2 separate regions of the Ovis aries genome follow, and region 1 is linked to region 2. Evidence: chromatin contacts called from public Hi-C data. All regions are on one chromosome and are shown on one strand. The core of a region is the stretch at or near the end of the contact, and the rest is flanking DNA. Distances in the headings are between cores, read along the strand shown. Region 1 holds the start of G3BP2 (G3BP stress granule assembly factor 2). Region 2 overlaps G3BP2 (G3BP stress granule assembly factor 2).

Region 1 (4,528 bases), core at 730-3,229, 76 kb after region 2:
AAATGATTCTGCTAAAATGTGAAGGCGCTGCTTTTTATTACCAAATAATACATGTAATAAACATCCATGAGCCCCACTCCATCTCAGAGCTTTACCCCTAGAGGTGAGGAGAGGCTCAGGGAGGGGTGACACTTAAGGACTAGATGAAGTTCTTTGCAGATATTACTTGGTAATAAAAATGCTGAGCATTTATTGGTTACTTTTTTTAGGCTGCAAGGAAATGCCCTGGTGGAAAATATCTAAAGCAAACTGTCAAGTGTCCAGTTTTAAAACAGAGGACAATGCTTAGTGTACAATATTTTTGGCAGTATGATCCCCACTGTTCTCCAACTCACAGAAGCTTAAAACCTTGGCACTAGCAAAGGAAACTGCACCATAGCCTTTGTGATATGTGTTATCTGCAAACCCACCCTACAGATGAAAAAAAGGACCTTCCTCCTCATCATTATATTCATATACCCTTTAATGCTTTCTTCATGTATCTATCAATATCACCTTTTATGTGACAATGCTAAGCCACAGAGATATAAAAATGAATAACACATTCTGCCATTAACAGTCTGGCTCAATAGGCATTTATTGAGAGCTTCCCACATATTAACAACTGCAAAGGAATAGCATATACACATGTTATCTAGATTTCAGGGAGAGCTTTCTGAAGATACCAAAGTTAAATTTTAAGGAACTAGCAGGAGTTTCCTTGATGAAGTGGAGGGAGGGGAAGGACTTATCCAGGCCTATATCCAGAGTATGTGTGGGAGGCAGGAGCTGAAAAAACAGGCAAGAGCCAGAACATAACAGGCCTATACATCAAGCTAAGGAGTTTGGATTTTATTTTGAGGTGAATGGGCGACAACCGGAGGATTTTCAGACGAGGACTAACATGGACAGATGTTTTGTCATTGTCAGGCTCACCCAAGAGTGGACTTGGGTGACTGGAAGAAACCCAAGGCTTAAATGCTGACAAACCAGTTAGGAAGCTATTGCCCGTAATCTTGGTGAAGAATGATGGGAACATAAACCATGTCAGAGGCAGAGAGCATGGAGAGCAGAGACCTATTTGAAAAATAGTCTATAAATAGGCATGACAGGATTTGACTACTGGACATGCGGGGGTGAATTCCAGAGTTTCAGATTCCTCCCAGCCTCCTCCTTCCAGCTTAGGCAATTATTTGGCTAGTGATACTGATGAGTGCAGCAGGGCACATGAACGAAGCATACTGATTTTTTTTTTTTTAAAGGAAGGTTGGGGAGTCTGAGACCTGTGGGGCATCCAAGGGGAGTGGTGTATGAATCAGTTATAACTAGACTCTGCGCTTTCACGTTCAAGGCATTGACAAGACTACTCCATAAGCATGTGTATCTGGCACTCTCATTTCAAAAGAAACAAGGCTTACCGATTTGAAAAACGAATATTTTTCATGCTAACCCCCCAGACACACGCTGAAAATCTAAGAGTTTAGCATTAATAACAAAACATTATGTTCCCTGCTGTCAAAATGACACTGCAGATCAATGTATTTAATCTAGTAAGCCAAACGCAGGGTTGGATTGGTTTCCTCCTCACACCCCTAGAAAATAGCGGTGTACCTGGTGTTTAGATCCAGGAATTCCTTTTAGCAGGTTGGAAGAGCAAAAGCTGAGAAATGCGCCCTCCCGTGGCAATGGAATGAGGGGGCTCAAGTACCCTTTTTTTCACCAAACAAAGCCCTGTAAAGAAATGCAATTTGTGGGGATGAGAAGGCCACAAAGCTCGTACTGCTATACCGCAAAACCAAATGAACCCTCCCAGAGGCCGGGACCCCTTACCTGTCACGTCGGCCGAAGGACAATTTCTCTTTCTACTCAACAAAACACAACCCCAGACTTGACAGCTTGCAGTAAGTCCCGCCCGGCAACAATTAAACACCTTGCAAGCCAAAATGCGTACACAATCCGTAAGGTCTCCTGCCGGCAGGGCCGGGCTCGCACCACGTGGGTGGTTGGGGCCAGCAGGAGGCACCAGCCGAAGGCTGGAGTGGGAGGCGTGTTCTTACGGGGGAGGGCGGAGCCTTCGCAGTGGGCGGGGCTTAGGAGGACCTGGGCTACCAGCCGCCTCTCGCCTACTTTGCTCGTTTGCCTTCGCCCTTCGAGCCGCCACGTAATGCCACGTCGCCGCGCATGCGCATCTCAACTGGTGGCGGACGCTGTTTCCGGGCTTAGGGGGCTGGAGCGGCCGCCGAGTAGGCTGTGGCGGTGGCGGCCGGGGAGTGCAAAGTGCAGGCTTGGGGGTCGGGCCCTGCGGAGGACAGGGGAAGTTATCTCTTCTTTCCCGAAAAGGCCGGTAGAGCCCGTGGCTGAGCGGCAAGATGAATTTCCTCCGCGGGGTTATGGGGGGTCAGAGTGCCGGACCCCAGCACACAGAAGCCGAGACGGTGAGAGGAGCGGCGGGTCCGGGACTTGGGAAGGGTCCGGGCAGAAACCGGGACGGAGGACATAGGGGCCCGGAGGTCACCCCCCTGCGCGTCACCGTGGGCCGGGAGTCTACATGCCGCCTCCCCTTTTGCCCCCGTGCCTCTTTTCCTCTCCTGAAACCCGCAAGTTATTCCCTCACACCCGCAGCACAACCCCCAGCGCGGCGGCTTGGCCCTGCTGACAGCAGCCGCGCCCCGAAGCTCCACAGGCCGCTTGGTGGTGGTCCGCGGTGGTACCTCCGGGAAAGGCATCCATCCTGGGCAGAAGTGGCCTGACCTGCCTCCCACGCCCTTCGGGGCCGCGGGCCTGTCCCTCCCTTTTCGCCAGTGTCTTCACTGGCGGTGATTAACCTAAAGTCCACCTCCCTCGCAGTCTGGAATGGGGCTTTGAGGAAAACTGCAGGAAGGTTTAAACCCAGCAGTTGACCAGAGCAAGTGGCTAAGAATAATACGATAGTTTGGGTCACAAAGCCACCTGCCCCTGCCCATTCAACTAGAGGCAGGTCGTTCTTTCAGGTGTCATTAGTTCGGACCCCGTTTTTCAGCCTCGCCCACTATTTGGGAAATACTCGCTTGGTCGTTGTGGGGATCTTTGGCGCTCAAAATGCTTTGGGAACACGCGTCCCTTCCATTCTCCCCATTCAGAAGTCTGAACTCGTGTAAACAGGATTTGCAGCGTCACTTTAAAAAAATTGTTAGCTACTCAACACAATTTTTGATAAGTTGGTTCGATTTTAGGTTTAGGATAAATCTCGAAGTTTGGTTAGTGTCTGTTAGGAATAAGTGTATGACTTTTTTTTAACTATTGGTTTGAGAGTAATTTTAGGTCTACAAAAAAGTGACAAAGTATGGCATTGTAAAAGTAAACTGTGGTTAGTATTTGTAGACACTACTGGATTGTCTGTGAATGTTGATCCTATGTTCTGTGTTACTAGGATCCTGAAGGTTCAATGATAGCTTTCATTTGCCAGGTTCTTACCTTGTGCTGGGTTCTGTGTTCTTTGTAGTTTACATTCTTATTTTCCTTAGCTCCCCAACCACCTTGTAGGATAGGTGATAGTATCCTCACTTTACAAGTGAACACTTGAGGATTAGAGAGGTGAAGTCACTTGACCTAAGTCACACTAGTAGTAATGGAGCCAGGATTCAAACAAAGCTTGCCTTACGTCAAAGCCTAGACTTTATTGCTGATGTCTGTATTTTAATACATATCTGGGAATTTGGGGAATTTATGTGATTATTAAAATTAATGTCATCTGAGTTAGAACTGTTTAAAGCAGAAGCTGAAAGCTGGTGAATCTGCTTTCCTTCATTTGAAAATCAGGAGATTTCACACACGGTCATGTGCACACACATGCGCGCGCACATACACATACACATGCTCTCTCCAGGTTACCATAGTCACAGCCCACCTCTTCAGCTTTTGTTCATGTATGTTATATATCAGATATTTTTGTTTGAGGCACTAGGTTTTAAAGTGTGGTTTATTAGAACTTGATTTGAATCCTTGCCTTCCACCTCTCATTAGATTGAACAGGCAAGAGATGACTAATACCCTATGAGTAAAATGAGAAAAATGCCTACTCTGATGGGTGTAATGAGGATTAAGTGAAATAAAAAATGGAAAGAAGCTAGCACTTAGTATGTGTTCAATAAAAGCTAAGTTTTTATTACTTTTTTTTTTCTCTTTTTTGGCTGTCCCATGCAACATGTGTGATCTTAGTTCCCAGGCCAGAGACTAAACCTGTACCCCCTGCCTTGGGAGCTTGAGGTCTTAACCCCTGAACTGCCAGGGAAGTCCCTTATTACATGTTTTCAGGAAAAGAATACTTTCTTTTTTGTTGTTGTTATAGTCTTGTCACAATGTCCTCTCCAGAAAAGATGGTGTACGACTAATTGAGTATAGGATATTAAAGCAGAAAGGCCCTTTGCACATCATCCAGGTGGAACTGCAGTATTTTACAAGTTAGGAGACTGAAGCACAGAGCACTGAAGCCACTTGCACAGTAATGCAGGGCTGAGACTAGAGCACTTTGATCTTGCCATAGTGAATGGAACAACACAGCTTTTATATC
Region 2 (4,761 bases), core at 780-3,279:
ATTCATGCCTACCAATACTTTGGAATTACATTTAATTCTCCTTTTATTAATGTGTGCTAAGTCACTTCAGTCATATCTGACTCTGCGACCCCATGGACTGGAACCCATCAGGCTCCTCTGTCCATGGCATTCTCCAGGCAAGAATACTAAAGTGGGTTGCCATTTCCTTCTCCAGGGGATCTTCCTGACCCAGGTATTGAACCCATGTCTCTTATTTCTCCTGCATTGGCAGGCGGGTTCTTTACTACTAGCACCACCTGGGAAGCCTTTTATTAATAATCTATGCTCTAAGTGTTAAGGAAATGGATACTATACCATAGTGACAAAATAAAACTGAATGGTTTATTAAATCAAAAGGAAAACAATTATGAATCCATTCTTATACAGCTTAATGAGATCACAAACTTAAAGTTTATATTATAAATGTTTAAAATTTTGTCTTAATAAGGGGATAGGTTATTAAAACACAATCCAGTCTCTTACCCTTATTTTTTTTTTCTTAAAATTTTATTTCTCTAGACAAAAGGCTAGGATCTAATATAATGTAATATACAGACATGACTTAGATATAGCACTCCTCTTCTTTGATGTAAACAGAGACACACTGCCCTGCAAGGGCTGAAGAAACCTACAGGCTTCCATGGGTATCCAACTGCATGAATTCGAAGCCCTGCTATTTTATTTATATAGCTGTCTGACCTTAGGTGAAGTACTCGAGGTCTCAATTTACTTGTCTGTGAAACAGGAATAATAATAGTAACCATTCTCACAAGGTGGTTGTAGGGATTAGGTAAGAATAAATAAGTACTTTGCACAATGTGTGGTGCCAGACTAAAGGCATAATAGGCATTAGTTACTCTAACTTTTAACAAAGCACTAAGTTTAAAATAAATGTAGCCAACTCTCTGAAATTCAAGTAATAATTCAAAAGATTCCAAACACAAATCTGGTAAGAAACCAAGAATTCCAAAAGAAAATTCAGAAAATCACTTATTGAGTCTTCAGATGGGTAGAAAAGTACAATCGGTACTTGGCAAAATAATTATCTTCATTAAGACAGACTTCTAGTTTGTGTTCTGAGGTAATTACTCAGTATTTCCTGAATATCTAGCTGGAAAAAAAAAAAAAGCTACCACAAGGCCACGTATTCTATTACATAGCTAATTATGTGTACCAACACCAGGCAGACTGCCTAATAATTCCTAGCTACTTCTGAAATCTCACAGTTTCAATGTTTAGAGCACAAAAAGAAGTGTATAAACACAATTTTATGTGCACTAACCATTTTACATGTAAATTTTATACCGGAATGAAGCTTGACTCAAAATGTAGGAGAAGTACTGGACACCCTTTAACTGTGCCTATTTACTTTAGAATTTGGTTAACTCTAAAGTGTATCTAATGAACACATTAGGTAGCCAGTGTCTTTATTTTTCAATGTTTTTGAAAGCTCTGAGGTGGGTAAGATGACAGACAAAAGGTAGAATACTAGAATGATCAGTTAAGGTGAACACTACAGTCATAAGTTGGTACAGGCTTCAATTAAACAGTATGAACCACTTACAGACTGAGAGCTTAGGCAGTGTTTTTTTTGTTTTTTTTTTTTTAAGTTTTCTGTTTTAAAAAAAACAACGATTCTTTATAATGCCATACTACTCTGTGGCTTTCAAATTTCTTCCCTAATATTTTTGCTAAATGATATTTTAAACTTATAAAAAGGAGTTTTTTGGTTATTTTAAGAAGGCTTTTAAATGACAATATATATTGTTAAAACTAACTAAATCTGTATTTCACACACCCATACCCCAAATACCACCTATACAGATGATGAATGGAGATCTGGCATTTAAAGTGGGTGCAACTGACATTTAATACAATTTTTCTGTATATTTAATCCATAATTTCTGATTGACTCATTTTAAAAAGTATGAAAAAGATAAGCAATTGGCAATGTAACAAGGATACAATCCAATGTGTTCACAGATTGGTTACCTGTGAGACTGGTGCTTTAACATGGGGTGGAATTCCAGAGGAAGAAACAGTGCCACTAGGAGGCAGGTTTTTACTGGTCACTGAAGCCCAGGAGAAAGCCTGCAGGAAATGCAACAAACCTAGACTACTAATCATGGAAAACCACCAACATTCCTATAGGGAAACTTCCAAATATATATTTTCTTTTCATTTCTAAACTATTGCTCTATATTGGAGGACTCCTAAAAAGAAAGGCACACACACACATGCCAGTCTATGTGCCAGGTTTCAAAATCTCATTATGCAAGATTATGACTGTTTGTCTGAACTACTAAATAAATCCACAAGCAAGTTCCTATATGCTCTAAGTAGATGAGCAAGTGGCAAGCAAAACCACTAACAACTACACATGCTAGAAAAATAAGAACCTAATAGAATCAATTTATTTCCCCTTTTGGGGGGAAGATAAGGTGTTGTGATGGCGCTAAGGGGAGAGAGGAAGGACAGGAAAGAAGAGAGTACTAGCTGGAAACTTTAACAGACATTCACAAATAGAGCAAGCAATCTCCTCCTCTCACTACCCAAATATACCTACTTTACAGAAAGATAAAAGATGTTTTAGGTAGGTTTAAATGAAACACTATGGGTATCACTCATCTTTCCAAGACAGTTTGGTGTAGTAAGGAAACTGTTCCCATTTAAACCAGAAATAGCACACGTTATCACTTGTTTTAACAATAGGCCAATTTGTTTTAACTTGGGAAACTGCATGACTCCTATTTGCATCCGTGTGTAGAGGACTTAATACAGAATGGAAGAGCAACACTTGGCTTTATTACATGGACTCGAATAATTTCATGTATGGTACTAAACACTGCACACAGATAAGAATCAATCTTAAATTTTATTCTGAGGGGTGTTTTTTAGGGGGTGAAATATGATTTCCTCAGAATTACAAAAAAAAACCCCACAGCTTCTTTCATACACATAAAAAAGCACAGTTTACTATTCAGCAATTAACACAACAGAACAAAAGTCATGCTTCATTAACGGCACCGTATGAAAGCGTGATGTTACGGGTCTAAAGAGTTCCTCTGATCTAACCTTTGGTGGTTCCTGTGGCAGAGAAACAGGTTCAGCAGGCGGAGGAGAAGCAGACTTCTCCTCTAACTCTTCCAAGTTCTTCTCCTCCACTGGAGGTTTCAGCTCTTCAGTCTTTGTTTCAGATTCAGGCTCAGGTTCAGGTTCATGCGAGGATTCTTCTAAAGGCTCCTCTATGCCATTACTACAACAAAATATTTTGTTCACTTTTCAGCAGGAGTGAAATGATCAACTCAAATAGGAGAAAATTCAGCATTTCTCTAATTAATGGGCAGAACAAGTAATATACACTGTTTTGAAGCAAAGTTCATTAAGAACCAGAAGGCAGAAGGAACAATACTCTCAAGCAGCATTTCTTTAACCTAAATGTAAAAACTGGATTACTCAACATGTTTACTTTAGTACTATTAGGAAATAAGGAAAACCCATTATTTAAAAAATAAAATGCGTACTCTGTGTTGTTCCAAACAGTACACATTATTAGCAAGTGATCACTTTTAGGTCAAACCCACATTCGATTTTTGAATTAAACGTAAGAATGCTTTCCAAATTTCTTGCATATACATGGTAAATACTCAGGCACTGGCTACATAGCTTTATCAAGAATTTACTTTCAGCAACAATTCTAGGAACAAAAACCACTTGCAACTACATGATATGAATAGTTTAGGCCAAAGGTGGCCTTGCAAGCACTATTCTTACGTCACAGGGTGAGCTTCATAGTAACCACTGTTAGCATTCTCCTGCACAGGTTCTGGAGACGGTTGTCTTTCCTCTTGTTCTTCCTCTACTTCATCTTCTGATTCTGACAACACATAATACACCACATCTTTTATTAAGAGGCTTAATATACAATTTCATATATATATTTTTAATGTTCAAAGAAATCATAAAATAGTTTAAAAATAGCGTGTTTCTTGAAAGTACAAAGGCACTTAATATTCCTTGTTCTCTTAAAAAAGAGCAAGCAAGAAGAAGTTTGGAATTACACTATTTTTTAAAAAGATCTATTAGTAAGAAAAGGAAAGAGTAGGAAAAAATGGTCTTTAAAAAAATATATATTTATTTATTTGGCTGTGCCATATCTTAGTTGCAGCACGTGGGTTCTAGTTCCCTGACCAGGGATCAAACTCAGGCCCCCAGCATTGGGAGTGCGGAGTCTTAGTCACTGGACCATCAGCAAAGTCCCCAGAAAAAATGGTCTTAAAGTCATAACTCAGTTTCCTTTGCCACATTAATTCAATGAAGCAATAATGACAGAGAATAAGAAACAAGCTGATGTACGTCAATAGAAGATTAAATAATTATGGTACAGACAAAAAAATATCAACAGCTAACAAAGATAAATTAGATGAAAAAAAGGCCTAGCTTTGAATCAGCTACTTCCACTTTTAGGAAAGTATCAGTTGGTATAGAATATAACAAAATTCTGTAGTAGGCACCAAATTCTTGGTTATCTATAGAGATGACATTGAGGGAGATTTTTTTTCTACTTTCTGTGTATGATTTTTATATAATTTCATATAAAGAACATCTGTTTTTTAAACAAACCAAAAAAAAAGAACAAAAAGGAGCAAAGGGGCTTTGACTCAGTTACAGAGTCAAATTTCTGTAAGTTTCACACTTTACATGTTATTAAAGAGTACTGATACCAACAAAACCCTTGTATCTTGAAAGTAACCTCACCTT

Evidence for each region. A called contact is a pair of places that touch in the nucleus more often than the background predicts.
Region 1: a Hi-C map of liver shows a contact between it and region 2, with 2.6 times the contacts expected there. The contact joins the promoter of G3BP2 here to the enhancer-like site in region 2. A contact is called at or near these places in 3 of 16 Hi-C or Micro-C datasets (liver and tail adipose tissue).

The regions. Positions count from the first base shown.
Region 1 is chr6:91,314,287-91,318,814 of ARS-UI_Ramb_v3.0, forward strand. It overlaps G3BP2 (G3BP stress granule assembly factor 2), which reads right to left and starts at 1,980. Exons shown (of 10, transcript XM_060417248.1): 1 at 1,810-1,980. It overlaps USO1 (USO1 vesicle transport factor), which reads left to right and starts at 2,172. Exons shown (of 24, transcript XM_060417226.1): 1 at 2,172-2,414. The coding sequence starts at 2,349.
Region 2 is chr6:91,237,807-91,242,567 of ARS-UI_Ramb_v3.0, forward strand. G3BP2 (G3BP stress granule assembly factor 2) reads right to left here. Exons shown (of 10, transcript XM_060417248.1): 5 at 4,759-4,761; 6 at 3,775-3,877; 7 at 3,076-3,256. Among named protein-coding and RNA genes, the nearest start is that of CDKL2, 20 kb to the left of the region's middle. Within about 2 kb of position 2,030, at least 2 of the 54 cell types and tissues checked have an H3K27ac peak or open chromatin away from gene starts, as enhancers often do. A contact at or near this core is called in liver, where this site is marked.